Linked DNA regions of Sus scrofa: region 2 is linked to region 1. The links are chromatin contacts, called in public Hi-C maps. All regions are on one chromosome and are shown on one strand. Each heading gives the region's core, a stretch centred on a gene start, on an enhancer-like site or on the middle of the called end of the contact. The rest is flanking DNA. Distances are from core to core; before and after follow the strand shown.

Evidence for each region. Hi-C and Micro-C count contacts between places; a contact is called where the count stands out from the background.
Region 2: a Hi-C map of skeletal muscle shows a contact between it and region 1, with 8 times the contacts expected there. The contact joins two enhancer-like sites. A contact is called at or near these places in 1 of 47 Hi-C or Micro-C datasets (skeletal muscle) and 1 of 2 datasets of contacts at active chromatin or transcription factors (skeletal muscle).

The regions. Positions count from the first base shown.
Region 1 is chr16:52,374,644-52,380,175 of Sscrofa11.1, reverse strand. No RefSeq gene overlaps it. Among named protein-coding and RNA genes, the nearest start is that of SMIM23, 35 kb to the left of the region's middle. Within about 2 kb of position 2,250, at least 1 of the 83 cell types and tissues checked has an H3K27ac peak or open chromatin away from gene starts, as enhancers often do. A contact at or near this core is called in skeletal muscle, where this site is marked.
Region 2 is chr16:52,622,601-52,628,132 of Sscrofa11.1, reverse strand. No RefSeq gene overlaps it. Among named protein-coding and RNA genes, the nearest start is that of FGF18, 130 kb to the left of the region's middle. Within about 2 kb of position 2,807, at least 8 of the 83 cell types and tissues checked have an H3K27ac peak or open chromatin away from gene starts, as enhancers often do. A contact at or near this core is called in skeletal muscle, where this site is marked.

The DNA of each region.
Region 1 (5,532 bases), core at 1,001-3,500:
TATTCCTCAAACTATATAGTTAAAAGAAATTAGGGTGATTGATCAGGAAATCGAGGGAAGCTACCACAATCAACAAAAAGTCATGATCTCTTGCCCTGTCTTCAGACCAGAAAGCTGTCAACCAAAGGAGAGACCAGGTCCCCAGGAGGAACAATCCTGGGACACTGCAGGGAGTATATATAGTAATGAATCCCGTGACCATTCCTCAAAGGGAACTATGGCCATTTACTTGGTAAAATATGAAGACATTTCAAAGTCTATGAGATGCTGGATCTGAGTTGCAGCAGCATCATAGTCGCCTGTGAGAGGAGGGGTAGAAGGGAGCCAGGTCATCAGTGGCATGGACCTAGTCATTTCCCTGGCCCTCAAATGGTAAGTGGAATGGACACGCACTGCAGTTAGGACAACTCCCACATTGGTTCCTTGACACATGGAGCCATCCTAGTGGAGAAAGTCAAGCGGAAGCCTCTAAAACTGCCTCCATCCCTAAGCCAAGATATTAAATCACTGACCATATCACGTCTCAAGCGGAATCGTCAAGGCAACACCCTTAATGACTTAAAGGAGTAGTGGTGGTGGTTTGCAAAATATCCCCATTTAATTCACCTAATTGAACCCTACGGAAACCAGATAGACTCTGGATGATGACAGTGGACCACCACCAACTCAATCACGTAGTAGCTAGAATCACAGCCGCTGGTCCAGATGTGGTATCTTTGCCAGGAAAGACTAACATAGCTCTAATACATGGTATGGAGCCCCAGCTCTGGTAAATGTATTCTTTTCTCTCCCTGTCAAGAAAGAGAACCAAAAGCAGCCTGCATTCCCATGGAACAGTCAACAGTATAAATTTACAGTCTTCCTCTAGGGCTAGATTAACTTTCTCATCCTTTTTTATAATACAGTCCAAAGGGATCTGGACCATCTGGACATTCTGCAGAGCATCCCATTTATCAACAATCGGCATGGCAGATATCACTATATCAATGACACTGTGTTAATCAAAGGGATGAGTAAGACATGGCAAGTGTGTTGGAGGCCTTGGTAAGACACACGAGCGCCAGAGGTTGGGAATGAAACTTTGCAAAAATTCAGAGACTCTCTGCATCGTTGACCTTGTTCGGTCCTGTGGTCTGAGGCATGCCAGAGTAGATGACTACATAAGGAGACATCCCCTCCAAATAAAGGAGGGCTGCTAAACTCACCTGAGCTCCTGACAGTGAGCAGAAAGCTGCCTCAAGGAAACGCATCCAGCCATTCACTCATTCATTTATTTATTCATTCGTCCACCAAAAACTTGTTGACAGCTACTCTGGGCGACCTGCCCCAGGCCTGAGGTTGAGGTGGGGTAAGTTGGGAACTGTCTGATGGTGTCACCACAAGGGACTCAGGAATGCCTGGATCCTGCCTTTTACCACCATCACCGTCCCCCAGAGGGAACCAGAGGAGCAAGAGTAGAAGAGAAACAGAAGAACCATTTGAGCAATAGCATCCCAGGCGACCCTTATAAAATGCAGAGCACCCTAAACAAAGTTCAAGGTCATAGTAAGGCCACCTATCCTTCTCCCCTTATTTTAGGTACTTGCTCTCTTCGAAATTCCCTCCTGTGAACACAGTGAACACTCAATAAAAATCCAGACTGTCTCGAAAGAGAGAGGGTTTCCTCGGGGGGGGATGGGTATATTAATCACAAGAGCTTATGCAGTCATGTTGGGGTTTCTTTTTCCCCCCGAATGGTGGATATTTTTGAAACTGGCCTGTGGTGTGCACACACCCTCTCCTCTCAGAACGCTTGGCCCCTGAGTGCTCCGCACCCTCTCCCTGAGTTCTGCTCCAGGGCCACTGAAACAACAAACATCCCTCAGCTTGTACACAGTGAGCTAGAGACAGGCCAACTCGACGGGGCTCTGCTGCTTCCAAAATTATCCAGCAAGCTAGCTGGCGCTGGTCCGCATTCTTCCAGGTTTTAGTGGGGATAGAGGCTGAAAATTGGTCTCTTGAAGCACCCTTGGCTGAACCGAGTGAGTTCATGAAAAGGAAAAGAAAATGGAACAACAGCTCCCCCCAAAAATTCCCATGGGGCTGCAGTTGTGTCACTCAGCCTGACCTTTTCCAAAGGAGAGTAACCATCTTTATAGAGTAAAATGCCCCCCGGTAAGGGCACACCACGTGGTGTCCTGGAAAGTAGACAGGCTCCAGTGTCAGAAGGAGCCAAATTCAAATCCTAGCTCTGCCTCTGTGTGGTCCTGAGCCGCAGGCTCTCAGAACCTCGGTTTCCACATCTGTAAAGTGGGAATACTAATGGACTCCTCCCATGGATCAAAGGCGAGCACGGCTGCGAGGTGCCCGGCCCACAGCAGAGGGTCTTGGAGTCCCTTTACCACACCTGGATCAGCTTTCACAGCATCAGAACTTGTCAGAGTTGGAAAGGATCAGAGAGAGAGCATCGGGTCCAAGCTGCAGTTGAATATTCAATTCTTACAGCCCCCGGGGCTTCTGCCTTATGGCTGACCTCATCCAAAAGGTTTCAAGAAAAGCAACCAAGACAACATTTTATTAAAAAGAAAAATATTAGAAGGTGTATTCTCCCACCCCAGTTTCTGAGATTTTGCCATCATCTGTGGTTGCTATGTTAGTCTGATATACGGACCATGGCAGGGAAGTGTGACAAGCGGGGGTGGAGAGGCTGGTCCTTGGCTGCCACACGGGATCCATGACCTCTGCCACATGTTGTCCCCAGAGCCCAGTTCAGGGGTATAACTCAGAGGCCGCATCTGCAAGAGAGCCTGGAAATGCTTCCAAGGAGAAGAGCACAGTGGAGGCGGTAGCTCCCCAAATCACTTAGGGACAGCTCATTCCCAAGTAATACAAAACTAATGAATTAAGAGAATTTATTGGCCTCTGCAACCGAGAGGTCCAGAGGCAGGATAAGTTTCAGCAAAGCTTAGTTAGCAGCTCAGTGGAGTATCCAAGAAAATTGTTTCTTTCCATCTCTCCACTCTGCCTCCTGCCTAAGTCCACCTCCCCGCCAGGCTGCTTCCCCTCTTGGCCACAAGGGCATCCAGTGAGAAAAGAACTCCTGCGAAAGAACCAACATGCAGGGGAAAAAAGCTATCTTCTCAGAAGTCCCCAGCAAATTGTTCCCTGGGACAAGTGCCAATCACAAAGGCCAGGGTACTGAGCTGTAAGCACATGCTGGGGCCAGGACTTGGCCAGGACCATGGAGTTAGGACTTGGGCTTGCTTCTCCTTGAGGTACAAGAGCTCTGCGGGGACAGCACCCAGTTGGAAATCAGAGGAAAAAAATAGATAAAGGGAGATGGATGCTGGGATACCAACAGCAGCAAATGTGCACAATGACGCCATCAAAAGCTCCGCCCACCCTGGTCATGCCTCGGCTCTGATCCTTCCACCGCATCCACTGCTCTCCATCCTCCTAAAGGTTGGAAGAGCAAATCTGACCAAGTCATCTCTCTCCAGTGTAGACATGGCTCCTTGACTGACTAATGTCTTAGTGAAAAAGTCCAGGGCTGCCCAACGCCTTAACATCACTGGTTTCCAGACTTTTTACCAAGGAGCGTTTTCATCCACGGAACAGTCTAAGAGGGATCCGATTAGCAGTCTAACTGCGACAGAAGGAGGGTGCCTGGGGATGGAGGGTGCTAAACAGGCCAGGCTTCGGATCCCCCTCTTCTATTTCAAGCTCACACATGCAACCCTGGCACCACCTTAAAACGGGGCTCTGATACCCACTCATTATTGCTGCTTTGACCCTGGTCTGGGACCCATCTGCACATCCTATGTGAAAACCAAAGCCGTCCAGCCTCGGCCTTCAGGAGCCCAGTTTCCTGCTGTGAGTGACCTCAGTCCTCAGGCCACTTCCCTGAGATTTGCTTCCCCCAGGGCCCTGAGAAAAATCCCTGGAACCTTCTATGTCATGGTGGCACTGCCTACACACAGTCAGCACGGTCACGTGGCCAGCTGGAACTGGCCTGCCTCTGCCATGTCCTAGCTGTATGACCTTGGGGAGATCACTTTACCTCTCCCAGCCTCGGTTTCTTCATCTATTTAATTGCAAGAATATGCCACAATTTGAACCAACAAAAACGGTGACCACTGTAAAGTGGACTGCTACATCTGCAAAGTCTCTCTCCTTATTACGCATAATGGTTGGAACTGCTTGACCTGCCCAACAGTAATATTAACTATATCCAGACTCCTCTTTTTTTTTTTTTTTTTTTTTTTTTTAGGGCCGCACCTATGGCATATGGAGGTTCCTAAGGTAGGGGTTAAATCAGAGGTACAGCTGCTGGTCTACACCACAGCCACAACACCATGGGATCTGAGCCATGTCTTCAACCTATACCACAGCTCACAGCAACTCCAGGTCCTTAGCCCACTAAGTGAGGCCAGGGATCAAACCCCCATCCTCATGGATATTAGTTGGGGTCATTATCACTAAGCCACAATGGGAACTCCCTCCATTTTTTAAAAATTGTATTTATTTATTTTTTTTCTTTCTTTTTAGGGCCGCACTCACAGCATATGGAGGTTCCCAGGCTATGTCCAATTGGAACTGCAGCTGCCAGCTACAGCCACAGCCAAGGCAACGCCAGATCCGAGCCTCATCTGAAACCTACACCACAGCTCACGGCAACGCCGGATCCTTAAATCACTCAATGGGGCCAGGGATCGAACCCTCAACCTCATGGTTCCTAGTCAGATCTGTTTCTGCTGCACCATGATGGAAACTCCCATTTAAAAAAAAAAAAAAAAAAAAAAAAAAAACTCTTTATAATGGGAATTAGAGGCCCCTAAAGACAACACTTGCACTAAGTGGACTATGAGTGGCCTCAAGCTAGTTCCCCAGAGCTCCATAACTTTCTAGAGTCTCTCCCAATAGGATGCTTAAAGCTAAGTCCCTACTCCAAAGCTGGATCTGCTTACAAACATGCCTGCCCCTTAGAACTGCTTTCTGCAACTGCTGCTGAAAGCGACTTTAAAAGCTAACCAAGGTGTGCCGGTCTGTTTCTTCTCATCACTGCTCAACCAAGCTACTACGCTCGACCAAGACCTTGACAGTGAGCAGAAAGCTGCCTCAGGTAAATGCATCTAGGCATTCATTCACTCAAAATTGTTGACAGCTCCAGCATAAGGGACCCAGGAATGCTTGGATCTTGCCCTCTATCACCACCACCACCACAACCTTCCCCGAGAAGGAACCCAAGGGGCAAAAACAGAAGAGAAACAAAGGATCCATTTCAGAAACAGCATCTCAGGTGACCCTTATAAAATGCAGAGTATCCTAGACAAAGCTCAAGGTCAAAGTAAGGCTACCTATCTCTACTCCAAATCTTCTTTGGTTTTTGAGGGGTGTTTTTGTTTTGTTTTGTTTTTGTTTTTTTGTCTTTTTAGGGCCACACCTATCTTATATGGAGGTTCCCAGGCTGGGGGTTAGGGGTTGAATCAGAGCTGTAGCTGCCGGCCTATACCACAGCCACAGCAATGTGGGATCCAAGCCGTGTCTGCGACC
Region 2 (5,532 bases), core at 1,558-4,057, 250 kb before region 1:
CTTCTTATAGACCCAACCTTCCTTCTAGTATCATTTCTATTCATCTTTCCTTTCACAATTAATTTTTTGGGTGTATCTGTGAGCTAAAAATTCTCTGATTTTTTTTGTTTGTTTGTTTATCATATTATTTTGCTTTCTGTTTTGAAGGATATTTTCTCTGGATATAGAATTATAGGTTAATAGTTTTTTTTTTCTCCTGTACTCTGGAGATATTTTAAAATTTTTTTATTATTTGCATTGTTTAGAGTGGCAAATCAATTCTTAATCTTATTAATATAATATGCTTCTTTTCCTCTGGTCCTTTTTTAAGATTTTATCTTTGTTTTTCAGAAATTTTACTATTACCTTTGAAAAATCCTGCTTGAGAATATTGGGTTTCTTGGATCTGTGGGTTCGATTTTTTTTTTTAAATATCAAATTTGGAAAATTTTTGCCATTAATTCTCCAGATATTTCTTAAGTCCCATTTTATCTCTTTTCTCTTTCTGAGACTTGAATTACACATATTTAGACTGCTTTACTTTGTTTCACATTATTAAACATCATTACTATTGATGTTTTATTTATTTTAAATTCTTTTTCTCTTTGTTGGTCTCACTTTGAACAAATTCAATTTACCTGTGTTCAATTCACTGATCTTTTTTCTGCATTGACTAATATGCTGTTAAGTTCATCGAGTTAATTTCTGATTTCACATATTTTATTTCCAGAACTTAATTTTGTTATTCTTTATAGTTCTCCACAGAAATGATTTCAGTATTACCTTTAAAATTTTAAGCATGTTTATAATTTTTGTTCTGAAGTCCTTATTTGCCAATTTCAATAACTATCCTTTGTTGGTCTGTTTCTATTGATTGTGTTTTCTCTTCTTTATCATAATTTTTCAATCATCCTACTTCTTTAGCTGCCTCATAATTTTTAAAATTGAGGTTAGTCGACATCAAACATTCTATGTTTCAGGTGTTGTAATTTTTTTTATTGTATTCCAGACTTGTGTATAAAGAACAATGAAGACTGAAGTTTTTTGAAATAAAAAGAAGTGCACTTCGGTCTTCACTGCTCTTTATATGCAATGTCTGGAAAACAATAAAAAAGAAACAATCAAGTTGAGATGGAGGTGGGCTGTTTGTGTGTGAGTATGTTTCAACCAGAAGCCCCATGGGGAAAAGGAAGTGAAGAAATTTAGTTGGAAGGAATGGAATGGAATTCCATTGTGTGCCCCCAGTTCCAAGGGTTCATTAGGATTCTCCAGATGCAAACTAAAATAAATCCTTGGGCCTCTCTCAAGGAGAAGGTGCTGCTCTATAATCCGTCAGGAAGTTCATGTGGTGTGTCCAAAAAAATCAACCACTAGCAATCCTAAAGGGGATGATTTTCCACACTCACACTGCACTTTTACACTTAGCATGTTCAAGCCATGGATCTCCTTTCATTCTCAGTTTTAGCAAGAAGGAAGAGTGGGAGGGCCCGAGGGGCCAGTTTTGGAGTGGCCTTGAAATGGTATCCTAAAGACTGAACTTCATCTCATATTCTGCCGTCTTTATCTTTGCTGTGGCCACATTGCAAGTCTCCTGCCTCCAAGCCTGATGCCTTCAGTCCACCACCCTGAGTAGGTAATCCGAAAGGCAATCTCCCTTTGCTACTCTCCTCTGTACTCTTCAATGGCTCCCCAGTGCCTTTGGGGCAAATCTATAAGTCTGTTGAGGTCTGGCTTCTTTCCACTCCCCCGGCCTCATCTTTCCTCTCCTACACCTCACTCCAGCCACGTTAAGCCTTCTTCAATTCCTTCATTGTGTCTTGCTCTCTCAGGTGTATATGCACAATGGCCCTTATGGCTGAGACAGTGCCTCCCCCCCCCCCATTCCTGCTCATCCATTGGATCCCAGCTGCACACTCACCTCTCTCCCTGACACCTAAGTCCGGGTGAGGTGTGTCTCCTCTGAGCCTGAACTCACTTCCACCAGGTCCCCTGCTCACTGTGCTGGGAGTATTCCATTACCTGCTTGCCTCCTTACTGGAAGGAAAATGCACGAGGCAGGGGCTATGTCATCTCGCTTATCACTGTGTCTCCTGCCCAAACACAGTGTCTCCACGTGATAAGCCTCAATGAAGATTCATTGCATTGAGTAGAACCCAGGAAGCTATAGTCTGTTTTGCCATATTTTCTGCCAGTTATTTAAGGGGTCAGTTCATGAGTATTTTTGTCTCTTATAGCCTAGCTCTGGACTTGGCCCTGAAGGACTGGCCGAAGGGGATGCTAAAATAGAATATTTACAATCCTAGCATTTATTGGTCCCTTTGGATGGCTATGCCATGTAAGCCTCACAACCACTGTGTACATTCAGTGCTATTGCTATCACCCCCCCTTCCTAGATGAGAAAATCGAGGCATTGAGAAGTGAAGCAATTTGTCCAAAATCACAGAGTTCGAGAGCAGTGGCTCAAGGGTGTGATTGCAGAGGTTTACTCTTCTAACCACCACGCAGCAGCAACCCTGACCTCCTGAAGCTTCCAGGCTGGTTACTGAGACGGATGGAGGTGCCGGGGCAAGACTCCAAGGCCAGGGGACAGCCAGAGAAGGGAGGCGATAAGGGTCACCCACTGCGGCCTGAGACTGGGAAGATGCTGAGTTCTGGGAGGGCCATGCGGGGGCTCTCAGGGTATCCTGGGGACCCCAGGTTCTCAGAGGAGGGCTGGGAGCTCCTTCCCCCAATTTCCCTGGGAACCTCAGGGCAGGAGGTGACACTGAAGCCAGGCTGGAGTTGAGAGCCAAAGCCTGCCGGGAGCTAAATGTCAGGGTTTAGGGCCCCAGCCAGACCTGGCTGCTCTTGTGCTCGCATCGCGTCCTGGGAGGAAAAGCCGGGAGAGAATCCACAGGCGTCCTCGGAAGAGCTTCCGAAAACGGCCCGCAAGCCAGGGAGCAGCGAGAAGCAAGCGCACTGGTGGCCAGGTCGGGGCAGGGTAGCCGGGCCACCCAGACATCTCTGACAGGCTATTTCCAATTTCCTATGGAATTAAACTGTAAAAGCAAGAGTCTGTCACTGTCTGCTGCCTCCCTGGGAGAGGAGAAAGTTGCTGTAGCAGGCTCAAAAAAAAAAAAAAAAAAAGCTGAACTGTCCTTTCCCAAACAAAACAGCAACCAAGAAAGCTAGTGATTTGGAGGGTGGTTTCAGAGCCCTGAGCTCCACGTCTGGATGCCGGCATCTTCTGTCTCTACCTGCTCGGGTGACCTTGGGCAAGTCCCTTCCTCCCTCTGGGCCTCTGCTCCTTCATCCAGAAAAGGAGGCACTGGACCCGATGATGCTGGAAGGTCTTTCCAACCCGGAGATGCTTGCATTCGGTAATAAAGTTGGGTGTGGGAAAATATGAGGTCTAGGGGGACGGGGGGAAGGGGCTGGAACCATCCTTGGTTGGAAACGTTGAAGGGAGCTCTGTTCAACCCCAGCCCCGAGGCTCCCAGATCCAGCAGCAGAACTGGGATCCACCCAACCAAAATCAGCAAGGGGAAGCCAAAAGCATGAGTAAGGAGAGGCTGGGCCATAAACATGTCATCTGCACAAACATCCAGCCCCCTCTGGGGTCCCATCGGCCCTGCCGGGGGAGGAGACTGATGCTGGGGCCCCCGCAGCCACAACCCCAGGCTCACTCGCTTGGCCTGGGATTGCAGGGTGGAGGCCTGACTGCTTAGAAGGGAACCTGGCTGTGGACGTGCCCCGAGGAGCTGTCAGGAAGGGCTGGGTGAGGCCTCTCCAAGGCCAGGCAGCTGGGGATGGCTCTCAGCGAAGGGAGGCTTTCCATCCTGATGTGCTACAGGGCTTCCTGCGATGCTCTCCGTTTTAGAGCTGCTGAGGCTCCTGCTTCTCCAGCCTTGACCGTTCTCCCAGGTGCCAGAAAACCAGGATAGCCGTGGGCCTGGCTTCCCGGATCTCCACAGCTGTTCAAACTCGACGTTCTCCCAACGTCACTCTTGGTTCCCCCAAACTGTCTTCTTCTGCGGGGCCCCCGGCTCGGAGACGGCACCGTCATCCAGGCACTCGAGCCCGTGTTCCAGAAGTGATTCTTGATCCTCTTTTTCTCTCTCTTCACCCACATCCAAGAGCTGCCCAGGGGCGCTCCCTTTCCCCAAGGCCCATGCCTTTCTCTCAGCCTCTCGCGCTCTCTTCCTTGACCTCAAGGACACACGGCTTGCCTAATCATAATCTAGTTTTCGTACAGCTCGCTTTTTGAAAATTGCCTTTTCTCCTAATGAAAATAAAGGCTAGAACCTTGACGATAATCTGTCACCCAAATGCGTTCTCGCCCACCCCATCTCCTCGCCTTCTGCCTTCGCCGGGGCGGAATCAGCCTGTGGGTTTATGATGTTTATTGCTCTATTGCTTCCTTTATAATACATTCTTTTTTATCATCTGCGTACATTACTAAAGTCTAATTTTAAATTTTATAAAAAGATATCATTTCATGTGTCATCTTTTGGAATTCACCTTTTTCCATTCAGTGTTATATTGCCAAGCAGGGTAGACCGCAAATATCACTGCCCTCATTCCTGTCTACGCCTCCACCTCCCTTTGGCAGAGTGACTTGATGCAAAGGAAGCATCAGGAGGTGGGCTCTATCACCCTACCTCTGAAATCTAGGCCGGCGCTATGTGTTATCTCGACTGATATAAGGTGGCAGCAGTGGCATAGTGCCATTTCTGGGCTTAGCCATTAAAAGGCCCGTGTTCTCCCGCATTCTCACGGAGACTTCTGTAGCCAAGTGAACATGTCCGAGCTAGCTTGGTGGGAGATGAGAGACATGCGGCCCACTGGCCACCATTCTCCTAGCTGACAGCCTTATCAGCCCTCGGAAGCCAAACCTCCTCGCTGACTCTCCAATGACCGTGGACTCACAAGGAAGCCCGGCTAAGATCAGAAGACCCACCCAGCTGTGCCCAGCCTAAAGTGCCTACCACTGATTGGTAAATTAAATGAGTAGCAGTTGGAGTTCCCCTGTGGCTCAGCTGTAACGAACCAACTAGTATCCATGAAGATGCAGGTTCGATCCCCGGCCTCACTCAGTGGCTTAAGGATCCGGTGTTGCCATGAGCTGTGGTGTAGGTTGCAGACGGGGCTTGGACCCCACCTTGCTGTGGCTGTGGCATAGGGCAGCAGGTACAGCTCTGATTCTACCCCTCGCCTGGGAAATTCCATATGCCGTGGGTGTAGCCTTAAAAAGACCAAAAAAAAAAAAAAAAAAAAGTAGTGGTTGTTTCAGCCATAAGTTTGGATTGGTCTGTTAACACAAGAGGTCACCAACTGAAACTGATATGTCAAGCTTCAGTCATATGGTTGCATGCTCCTATGGTTCGTTCATGTTCACTGCCGAATAATATTCCACCATGTGTACCTAGCACTGTTGACTCATCCACTCTCTTCCTGATAAGCATTTGTGTTTCTGACATCATGAAAATGTCTCTGTTAACTTCTGCGTATGTCCTCTATTGAATGGATGCAAGATACGACTTCTCTCTAGAGTCACAGCTACCAAGAACTTTG